3 separate regions of the Mus musculus genome follow, and regions 1 and 3 are each linked to region 2. A link is a contact called in public HiChIP or PLAC-seq data. All regions are on one chromosome and are shown on one strand. The core of a region is the stretch at or near the end of the contact, and the rest is flanking DNA. Distances in the headings are between cores, read along the strand shown. Region 1 has its middle 110 kb from the start of Gm34489. Region 2 has its middle 7.7 kb from the start of Gm38686. Region 3 overlaps Gm34489 (a long non-coding RNA gene).

Region 1 (3,057 bases), core at 493-2,992, 630 kb before region 2:
GCATCTGTATTAGGCACAAGATCTTCACTCAATGTTAAAAGCAGCTAGTGGCAAAAACCCATGTATTACTTTTTAGGAACCACCCCCAAATGGGTGTCACTGACCACAATCTCCCGACTCCTTGGAGACTTTAAACTTCATGAGGAGGCCATGATGTGTGGTAACATCCTCTGAACTGAAATATTTGCTTTCAGAAGCCATAAGGGTCTTCGTAGTAAACAAGCATCCAAGTCCTATGGAGCTAAAACAAAATACACCAGCTCCCCCCATGTAGTTACAGAAGCACAATGTTCTGGCGAGAAGAGACTTCCTGACCCATTGAAGTGTGTGCACACTGCACAGAGAAGTGGACTTCACCTGGATACAACAGTCATCCATGCTCCTAAGCCAGCCACATAAATTCGTTTGATCACCACTTTGATAAATTCCTTACTTTGTTCTCTCCTCAGTTCCCTGTCTTGGGCAAATAGTCATCTGTGTCACTTGTCCCTAGGCAAAGGCCATCGATACCCCTGGGCTCCTTCATGTGGGAACCTAACCCAATAGCTCACCACGCTGTCTTCACAACCATCCAACAACCAGTCTCCATGGTTCTCTGAGAGCAGGGACAGTTTCTATGCAGCGGTGGTTCATGTGTTTTCCAACCTTGCCTCGCCTACGTGGTGATTAGAAAGCAGCGGTGTGATAGGTAAGGGCAGAGCAGGCTGGAGATTTTCAATCTCTAAACTGGTAAAGCCCAGAAAGCTCAAGCATTTCCCCCATCCCTTTCCTCCCAAGCTCTAAACGTCCTAGATGCAGTAGTCCCACACTGTGCCCACACAATGGAGTCAGGATCACCCCTGCTGCCACCTCAGTAAGAAACAACCCTTATTGTGTCCAGCCATTCTAATTTCAGGGCTTCACTTTGTGGGTGGCTGTCAACTAATCACCTCACTGGAGCCACCCTCCAACTTACGTGCAGCGAGGAACATTTATGGAAAACACCCACTTCCACATATATAAGTGAGTCTTTATGGAAAATACAGTTTTGCCTCTTGGGGGAGCAAAAGCTAACATGAGAGTATGGGCATAGCATGCATAAATCAAAGTTTTGAACCCCTAAGCTCTCCATCATACTAACAAATGTCACAAATGTAACTGGGTTCTTGACCTCATAGACAATTTAACCCCACGGTGGTTGCATCCTCTTGAGTGAGTATCTTTTATAGTGCTAGATAGCAGTGGCCAAAATACAAATAAGCTTTTTCGATCATCAATTACTCTGCGTGGAAATAATTATACTATTTAATCACCTCATTTGAATCCTTCCCGCTTCCTTTTTCCCTGATGAGCATTTTGATTATGTCTCTTAGGGGTGTCCTTCCCAGCATCTTTGCTATAAGAAAGTGCTAAGCCTTGGATCTGCGATCCTTCTAAGGGTCACAAAAAGATTTTGTGTTGGTACTTCCTAAAACTATAGTCTTTAGAGACCCTTAGGAGAAATAGCAATTATTGAGACCATATATTCCAACACCATCAAGAAGCAGAGAAAACATTAGTTTATCAACCATCCTCTGTCAGGCATGTTCTTGAGGGCTGTTCTCTCAGGCCCCACAGCAATCCTACAAATTGTGCCTGCATTGGAAAAGGGAGGACACTGAGTCTCACAGAGACTTAAAAATGGAGACCTGTCACCCTCCAAGCCATGCTTTTTCCATGACATCATGGGCCCTCCATTCACATGCCTCTGCCACCAGCCAGATGCCTTCGAGACATTTGGCGGCTGGCCAGTCTAAGCCCAGGAGCAGGGTGTGGACCCAGGCTAACCTGATCAGCACCTGCCCAGAATGAAGTCCTGTGCTGAGGTCTATCAGGGCATCTGTTGCTTAACCTGGTACCTGGTGATAGGATGACTCAAGGCCCCCTTTCAGTTCACACGTGCCCACATTATTAATATGATAGCTACCATGAGTCTTCTTATTTAATGAAATATTTGGGGCCACTCAATCATTTGTTAGGGTTCAATGAGAAATCGATGCCTGTTTATTCAAAGCCCTGTCAGGAGCTTGGAAAACATCATGCTACTTTGAAAAATGAGGGTTTTTTTTTTAAGATTAAAAAGAAGGGGGCCCCAATGATTTGAGAAGTTCTCTGGTTGCCAGTTGGCGTTGGTCCTTCCTAAGGGAGCCAATCCAGTGCCACCATGGTAATAAAAGCTCCCTCCCCCCTTTCTGGCTGCTTTCAAGAGTGATTAGCAAAAGGGGATTCATAGGCCTTGGTTTTGTGTTGTTTTGTTTTGGGGAGGGGGTAGTTCTTTTTTTTTTTTTTCTTGCACTTGGAGAATAAGTTAATTATGATTGGCTAAAATTTGTGTGGTTTTTGCTTTTATCCTTGAACCACAATTAGAGCTCCCAACAGCCTCCTGGCCCTCAGGAATTCCAGCTGGCATAATAATTGATAACCGTGGTTATGAATAGATTGGAAACAAGACTGTGAAAGAATGCCCAGCCACTTCAGAGGGTCATTTATAGCGCACTGAAGGGAAAGGAGAATTTCAGGCCTGGAAAGCTTAGAAACAGAACGAGTTTTTATCAGTTTCCCTGACACTGGCAGATCAAAGCCTGAGTTGTGCTCTCTAAGGGTTACAGATAATGGGGTGGCTGCTAATTCATTCGGCTGCTGGAGCCGAGGCCTATTCAGCAGGGTAAACCAGGGAGTTTTCATAGCCCTGCTTTGTAGTCTTTATCATAGCACCAATGCAAGAATCACCTTTATATTTTAATGAGACATTTGAAAAGTATTTGATTCCCTCTGGCTAGGGGCTCTTTCTCAGCTGAGACAGTAAGAAAGGGTCGCCCAATGGAGCCTCATTTTCTGAAAGCAATACTATCTGCATTCCTACCCCTCCCCTGTCACTTTAATAATTTCAATGTGAGCAAAAGTGAGAAAGGAATTGAACGAGCTTAGCATAAAAATCTAAACTACTTTCCCTTGCCTCCCCCTCACAACCCCCCTCATGCCTGCCCAGAGAATGAGGCTGACAAGATGTAGGTTCAAATCCCTTCTTGAGCGTGCTGT
Region 2 (2,726 bases), core at 10-2,509:
GGCAATTACTCATGGCTTGGAGTTTCCTCTGATTTAAAGCAGAATAAAGAGAGTATTGCAAGCATCGAATCCTCCTTTCTATGAAGTCAGCATTCAGTGTCCCTTCCCTCTGGGCCCAGGGAAGTACTTGAATGTTAGGTACTAGCTGTTGTTCCCACTGACACCCAGCTCTGACTCCTGCACCTCTGCCCACCTCGACCTGTGTGTTCTGTTCCCTCACCTTCCTACTCATCATCATTTCCCAAGTCTTTCCTTATTCGAGCTACCAGGGATGCAGGAGGGGTCACACATAGTTCTAATCTCTCATAAGTGAAGTAACTTTTCCAGCATCTCTCTCCATCCTTGTACCTTCCCAGCACTGGATTTAAATAGGTTATGTAGGAAAGAATGAAATGGGGAGGGAGAAGCCAGGGTAGGCAGTTTAGAAAACCCACAACCAAAGGGACTTCAGCATCCCACCCAAGGTTGTCCACTACATGTCTCATTAAGAACCAGGTATGCAGGATAAGGGATGGAGGAGAAACTACTGGAGCCACTGCCTCTGAATACTTCTTGGTGGGTCAATTGGTTGGGCTCTCTGACTGCCACCTCCTGGGTTTATCAACATCTGGCAGGCACACTTGTCTACACCATCACAATAATGTCCTTTCCAGATTCCAGCCATCAAGTGAAGAGACAGCTCAAAAAAGACATAGTCTATAGATCACAAAGAACATCCTAGTCCCTAGGAACTAGAGTCCTGTCCTGGGCCTAACTCTGGGTGCCAATGGATCCCTTAAAGCAATGCTCTCCCACTCCCAATCTCTCTGAAAAGGATGTGTGATCCCCCTGAGGACTGTGTGCTCCTCCATCTTTCCTTAGACCCAATACCAAGGACCCTTACAGGCCCTGACACACAAACAGCATTGAGCTCCTTGGAAGGGTCCCTTCTCCTCATGGAGATTGAGCCTATGGGTTGCTCTGACCTTGGTCCAAGACAAGGAAAGGAGATCACTGCTCAAGCAAGACCAGGGTGAGCTGGATCTAGAAAGAATGTTCAATGAAGTGGCCCACCCTGCATGGGACAGAATCAGGGACATGCAAAAAGGAAAAGAGGCAGGCTACAGGCCTAGGACCTTAATGTCCCCTTAAGGTCCCCTCTTCATTCATGAGAAGCAAACAATGGGTAACATTCTCAGCCTCCTTATCCCCCTCAGGGCAGGTGGCACCTCCCAAGCAGTCATCCTTTGCTAAGCAACCAGGGCCTTTCAGCTGCTTTTCAACATTGCCTCTGGTTGCTATGGAAGCTGCTTCAGAAAATCTTGCCTGCCAACAGTCAAGGCTTCTTTGTCAGAGGCTGTCTCAGAGTACTTTCTCTGTCAGCTCAGGGCAGCACACACCCAGAGGATGTAGGCTAGGGATGGAAGAGGCAGTTGTCATACCAGAAAGAGAGCACAACTAATGGTGCTCCCCAAACTCCAACCTTTCCTGATTCCTCCTCCCAGGTCCTATTTGACTGATCTGTTCCCCACTGATGAGTCCCCTTCTGAACCCTCTCCCACACTCCTAGTCCTGTTTTGTCTCTGTCTCCCAGCCATGCTGTCTGTGGTGGACTTGTGTCCATACATGTGGTGGACTGTGGTCATACCCTCAGAGCATCAAATGCTTTCCATGCTGAGTAGGACAAGAAAAACAAAAAGTCAGCCTTCTGCCAGGACCAGGTGAAGTGACTTTACGGTCACTTTTACAGCCAGCTTGGGTGGCAGTTGTGTCCTAACACTTGGAATTCTGAGGCTGGATGATTGCTATGAGCTCCAGGCCAATCTGAGCCACTCAGTAAGATCCGGGCCAGCCTGGACTACAGTGGGATCTTATCTCAAAAACAAGCAAACAGAGCTCTTTCTGCTAAGAAGGACCAGCTCTTGGTGACATGCTGGGTGTTTTGCTAACAGATTCTGTTTCTCTCGATGTCACCTCTCATTAGAGCTGCTTGGGAACCATGGTCCCCCTGGAGTGGGTGGGACAGGAGCTAGGCAGGAGGCAGAGATAGGAGAGTGCTTGTTCTACTAACTTCACCCAAGCACATACTGTTAGGTATCCTCTTCTTTTCTGGGGTGAGGGTGAGGGTGGAAGTGGGTGGAGATGGGGAAGGAGTAGCAGATAGAGAGTGAAAGGAGATGGGAGATGGGGAATGAGGGAAGCTTAGGGGTGAGGATTGGGGGTGAGCGGGGTAGGGGTGGGAAGGGAGTGGAGTGGAGGGTGACGGGAGGTGAGACGTAGGGAGTAGAGGGGGCATTTCTGATCCCCAAACTGGCTACTTGACAAGGAAAGAGAGCTAGGAAATTTGAGCAGGTCCATATCTGCCACCCTGAGCAGAGACTCCAGAAGATGAGACACAGAAAGGGCTTCAAGAAAACCTGGCCCAGTTGAAAAGTGTTACCACCTGGTGGCTCTGTGACCTTGGGCAAAGACTTCTGCTACTTTGAACCTCCACTTGCTTTTCATCACAATGGGGATATACCTCCTGTGTGCCTGGTTGGAAGTTCAAATAGAGCATCAGTTGGCTGAGAGAAGACCTCCATCAAGACCCCTCCATGAGCTCTTAAGTTCTGGATATCTGTGTGGCAAGAGTGGGGAAGGAGACCTATGATCCAAATGTGTGCTCAAGTGGACCTGAGAGCAGATGAGAGTTAATCATTGCTGGATCTTGAGCACCAGCAAATGGACTTGGGGCCAATTATATTAAA
Region 3 (2,784 bases), core at 212-2,711, 730 kb before region 2:
GCATACACATTGTTACCTTGATTAGAATGTGAGAGCTTTGGTAAACTCCCTGAAGATCAAGAAATACAGAAGTAAAATCAAAACAAGGAGAAAGAAGGGGACAGTGACTTGTAGTTTATGCGAAGCAGCGGAGAAAAGTATGCAAGAGGAGATCACACCTGGAGAGACAGAGTCCTAGTCATAGTGAGGGAATGGTCCTTGCAGGGAGCGGGGAGAAGAGCAGCCATAGCAAGATACAAAGAGCCGTGGGTGGGGGGAGGGGTTCCTGGAGTCTTTCAAGAACAATGAGGATGCCTGAGTCGTTGGAGCAGAATGGATGGGTGGATGGATGGACGCATGGATAGATAAATGAATAGATGGATGGATGAGGAGAAACAAGCAGGAGAGTGTGGGGTGGTGAAGTGGACCATATCAGGAAGAAGCACAAGCTATAATGGGAGAGGAGAAAGATCTCTGTGTATCAAGGAGCAAAGCTTCCATATACTGCATAGTGCCGTATAGCATGGTTTAATATTTTCTAGATATTAATATATTCTACTACTGACTGGACAATGACTGTGGACATCTAAGTTGTAGAGATGATAAAGTGAAGGCCAGATGGCCATGGCTTTGCAGCTCTCCTGGCTCAGTCCCATGTAGACATGGCCAGTGTTGCTTAGACACATCCCAAGGACAGAGAGAATGTGCACTCAGATGCACCCACATCATCCTTTAGTGAACATCTGTGACAGGGGCTTAGCCATCTTCCTAGAGTCTTCAGGTTTTTTGACAGGCTGCAGAAGCAGCTGCTGTCCCAGGCATTCTAAAAACACCCAGCTTGTTGCTTCTGTGGATGTTGTTCACCTTCAGACTGGGTGTATCTCATCTGTGCCATGAGGCTGACTTGGCCTGTGCTCACCTGCACTGAGTTCTTTGTCTCCAGTCTCATGAGGCAAAACTGCAGAGATGATGTGAGCCAGCAATAAACAGCCCCCTTGGTGGGATGCTGCCATGCATCTTGCTTTATGATGGATGAAATCTCATCTTTCTCCAAGTTCTGAAGACATTCTTCTCCTAATGATCAGCTGTCACTCTGTCTTTGTGAGGTAGGTAATGGAATTATTTTTAAAGCTTTCACTTAACAGTTTTGCTTTTTGTAAAAAGACCCGCCTGAGAAATGTAAGCGACTTTAGATAGGGAAATGACAACCGTCACTGACATTAAGAGTCTTTCCTACCTGTCCTGTTAAGCATATAAAATATAAATTCCTCTTGCTTGTGACAGCCATTTCAATTCTCCCTGTATGTTACAGAGAACACAGCTAGTAATCACAACTGGGAAGTATGTAGAGCTAGGTTGAGGCTATGTTTAAAGCTTTTTAGCTGTGCTGTTTAAGAAAAACTGCTGCCTCTGGAGGCTAAAGGATCCTTGTTACTGGAGATGATCAAGAGGAGACCATTAGGCAGAATGTAATAGACAGAGTATGTCAGTCAGGGAACTGTACAAGCTGTCTTCAAAAAGCACTTCCTGCTCTAAGATTGTCTCCCATTAGCATAATCTTCCCTTAATCTGAATTTTCTGTTACACGAGACAGATCACAAGATTGTCAATGCCATTTTAATTGCTATGTGCCTTTGCCAATAAGATAAGGCCCATCAGAGTCTGACTGAAGCCAAGCAAATGGATTTGAAGTGGCACATAGGGATTTACTGGGACCTACCACCCACAAGGAGAAGGGGAGGAGAGCCAGTCCCCTCCATGGATGCTTTGTATACCTGTATACCTGTGCGTGTGTGTGACACCTGACTTCACCTATGCTCAACTGCATTGAGTTCTTTGTCTTTGTTTTATCTCAATGATTTATATTTAGAAATGATTTTTGGAACCACAAACTAGTGTTTTAGTCAAATGTGCTACTATTTTGTATTTAAGTAACATAACCCATGCTTACACGTAAGTTTCTTCATGATAAACTGATTAGAGACCGGAACGCAATGAGTTAGGGCTTATCCAAAACTCAAACATTGAAGGTCTAGCCTCCATGGCATTGTGTTTTGAGATGCGGTCTTTAAGGGAAAAGTAGGTAAAATACGTTTATATGAGCCCAACTCTAACCCTGTAGGCTGTTGCTTTAGAAGAAAAAAAAATAGTCTCTGGTTTTTTTTTTTTTTCTTTCCCCCTTCTCCCACTCCTGTCAATGAAATCAGACTGACAAGGTATCTTTAACCTAGGACATGGACCTTCTCCAGGAACCAAATCTGTTGATTCTTTGATCTTGAACTTTTCAGCCTGGAGACTGAGAGATATATTTCTGTTAGATACTCAGCCTGTGGTATTTGGCTATGGCAACCAGATGACACAGCCAGAAAAACCTGAAAAAACACCAAACACGCTAGATAATCCTTTCAAAAATGTACAGCATTTTAAAACATGACTGAGGGCTTTCAGGGGTTATGATGTAGACCTGAACATGCATAGATCTCCCTTCTCTTTCCTGACTTCTATTAGCATAATGGAAACATAAATGTAATTTTAAAAATAATATAGAAAACCCAAGTAGGTGCAACAGAACACTGGAGATTTCTGCAGAGAAGCAGATGGATTCTAGACACCGGGTAACTGGAGTGAAGTCAATGTCCGACCAAAACAGAGGAAAAAGCAGTGCAGGAGAGGGTGCTGTTGGAATCATCAGAGGGCTCTAAACAGACTTCAGACTTGAAGTCTAGGTAGAAAGCCAAAGATGGAGGAATGATTGATATCAGTTACTTACGGAGACGTCTCTTAATGAACCATCTGACTTACTCA

Evidence for each region. HiChIP or PLAC-seq counts read pairs in DNA pulled down with a chosen protein or histone mark.
Region 1: a contact with region 2 is called in an H3K4me3 HiChIP or PLAC-seq map of embryonic basal ganglia, with 4 times the contacts expected there. The contact joins two enhancer-like sites. A contact is called at or near these places in 2 of 39 promoter capture datasets (cranial neural crest and embryonic stem cells) and 1 of 115 datasets of contacts at active chromatin or transcription factors (embryonic basal ganglia).
Region 3: a contact with region 2 is called in an H3K4me3 HiChIP or PLAC-seq map of embryonic basal ganglia, with 4 times the contacts expected there. The contact joins two enhancer-like sites. A contact is called at or near these places in 6 of 39 promoter capture datasets (cranial neural crest, embryonic stem cells, frontonasal cranial neural crest and 3 more), 2 of 484 Hi-C or Micro-C datasets (bone marrow-derived macrophages and cortical neurons) and 7 of 115 datasets of contacts at active chromatin or transcription factors (SST interneurons, craniofacial prominence, embryonic basal ganglia and 3 more).

The regions. Positions count from the first base shown.
Region 1 is chr12:12,525,784-12,528,840 of GRCm38.p6, forward strand. No RefSeq gene overlaps it. Among named protein-coding and RNA genes, the nearest start is that of Gm34489, 110 kb to the left of the region's middle. Within about 2 kb of position 1,743, at least 22 of the 459 cell types and tissues checked have an H3K27ac peak or open chromatin away from gene starts, as enhancers often do. A contact at or near this core is called in embryonic basal ganglia, where this site is marked.
Region 2 is chr12:13,158,597-13,161,322 of GRCm38.p6, forward strand. No RefSeq gene overlaps it. Among named protein-coding and RNA genes, the nearest start is that of Gm38686, 7.7 kb to the left of the region's middle. Within about 2 kb of position 1,260, at least 61 of the 459 cell types and tissues checked have an H3K27ac peak or open chromatin away from gene starts, as enhancers often do. A contact at or near this core is called in embryonic basal ganglia, where this site is marked.
Region 3 is chr12:12,431,325-12,434,108 of GRCm38.p6, forward strand. The region is part of intron 1 of Gm34489 (a long non-coding RNA gene); the gene reads left to right. Among named protein-coding and RNA genes, the nearest start is that of Gm34489, 12 kb to the left of the region's middle. Within about 2 kb of position 1,462, at least 6 of the 459 cell types and tissues checked have an H3K27ac peak or open chromatin away from gene starts, as enhancers often do. A contact at or near this core is called in embryonic basal ganglia, where this site is marked.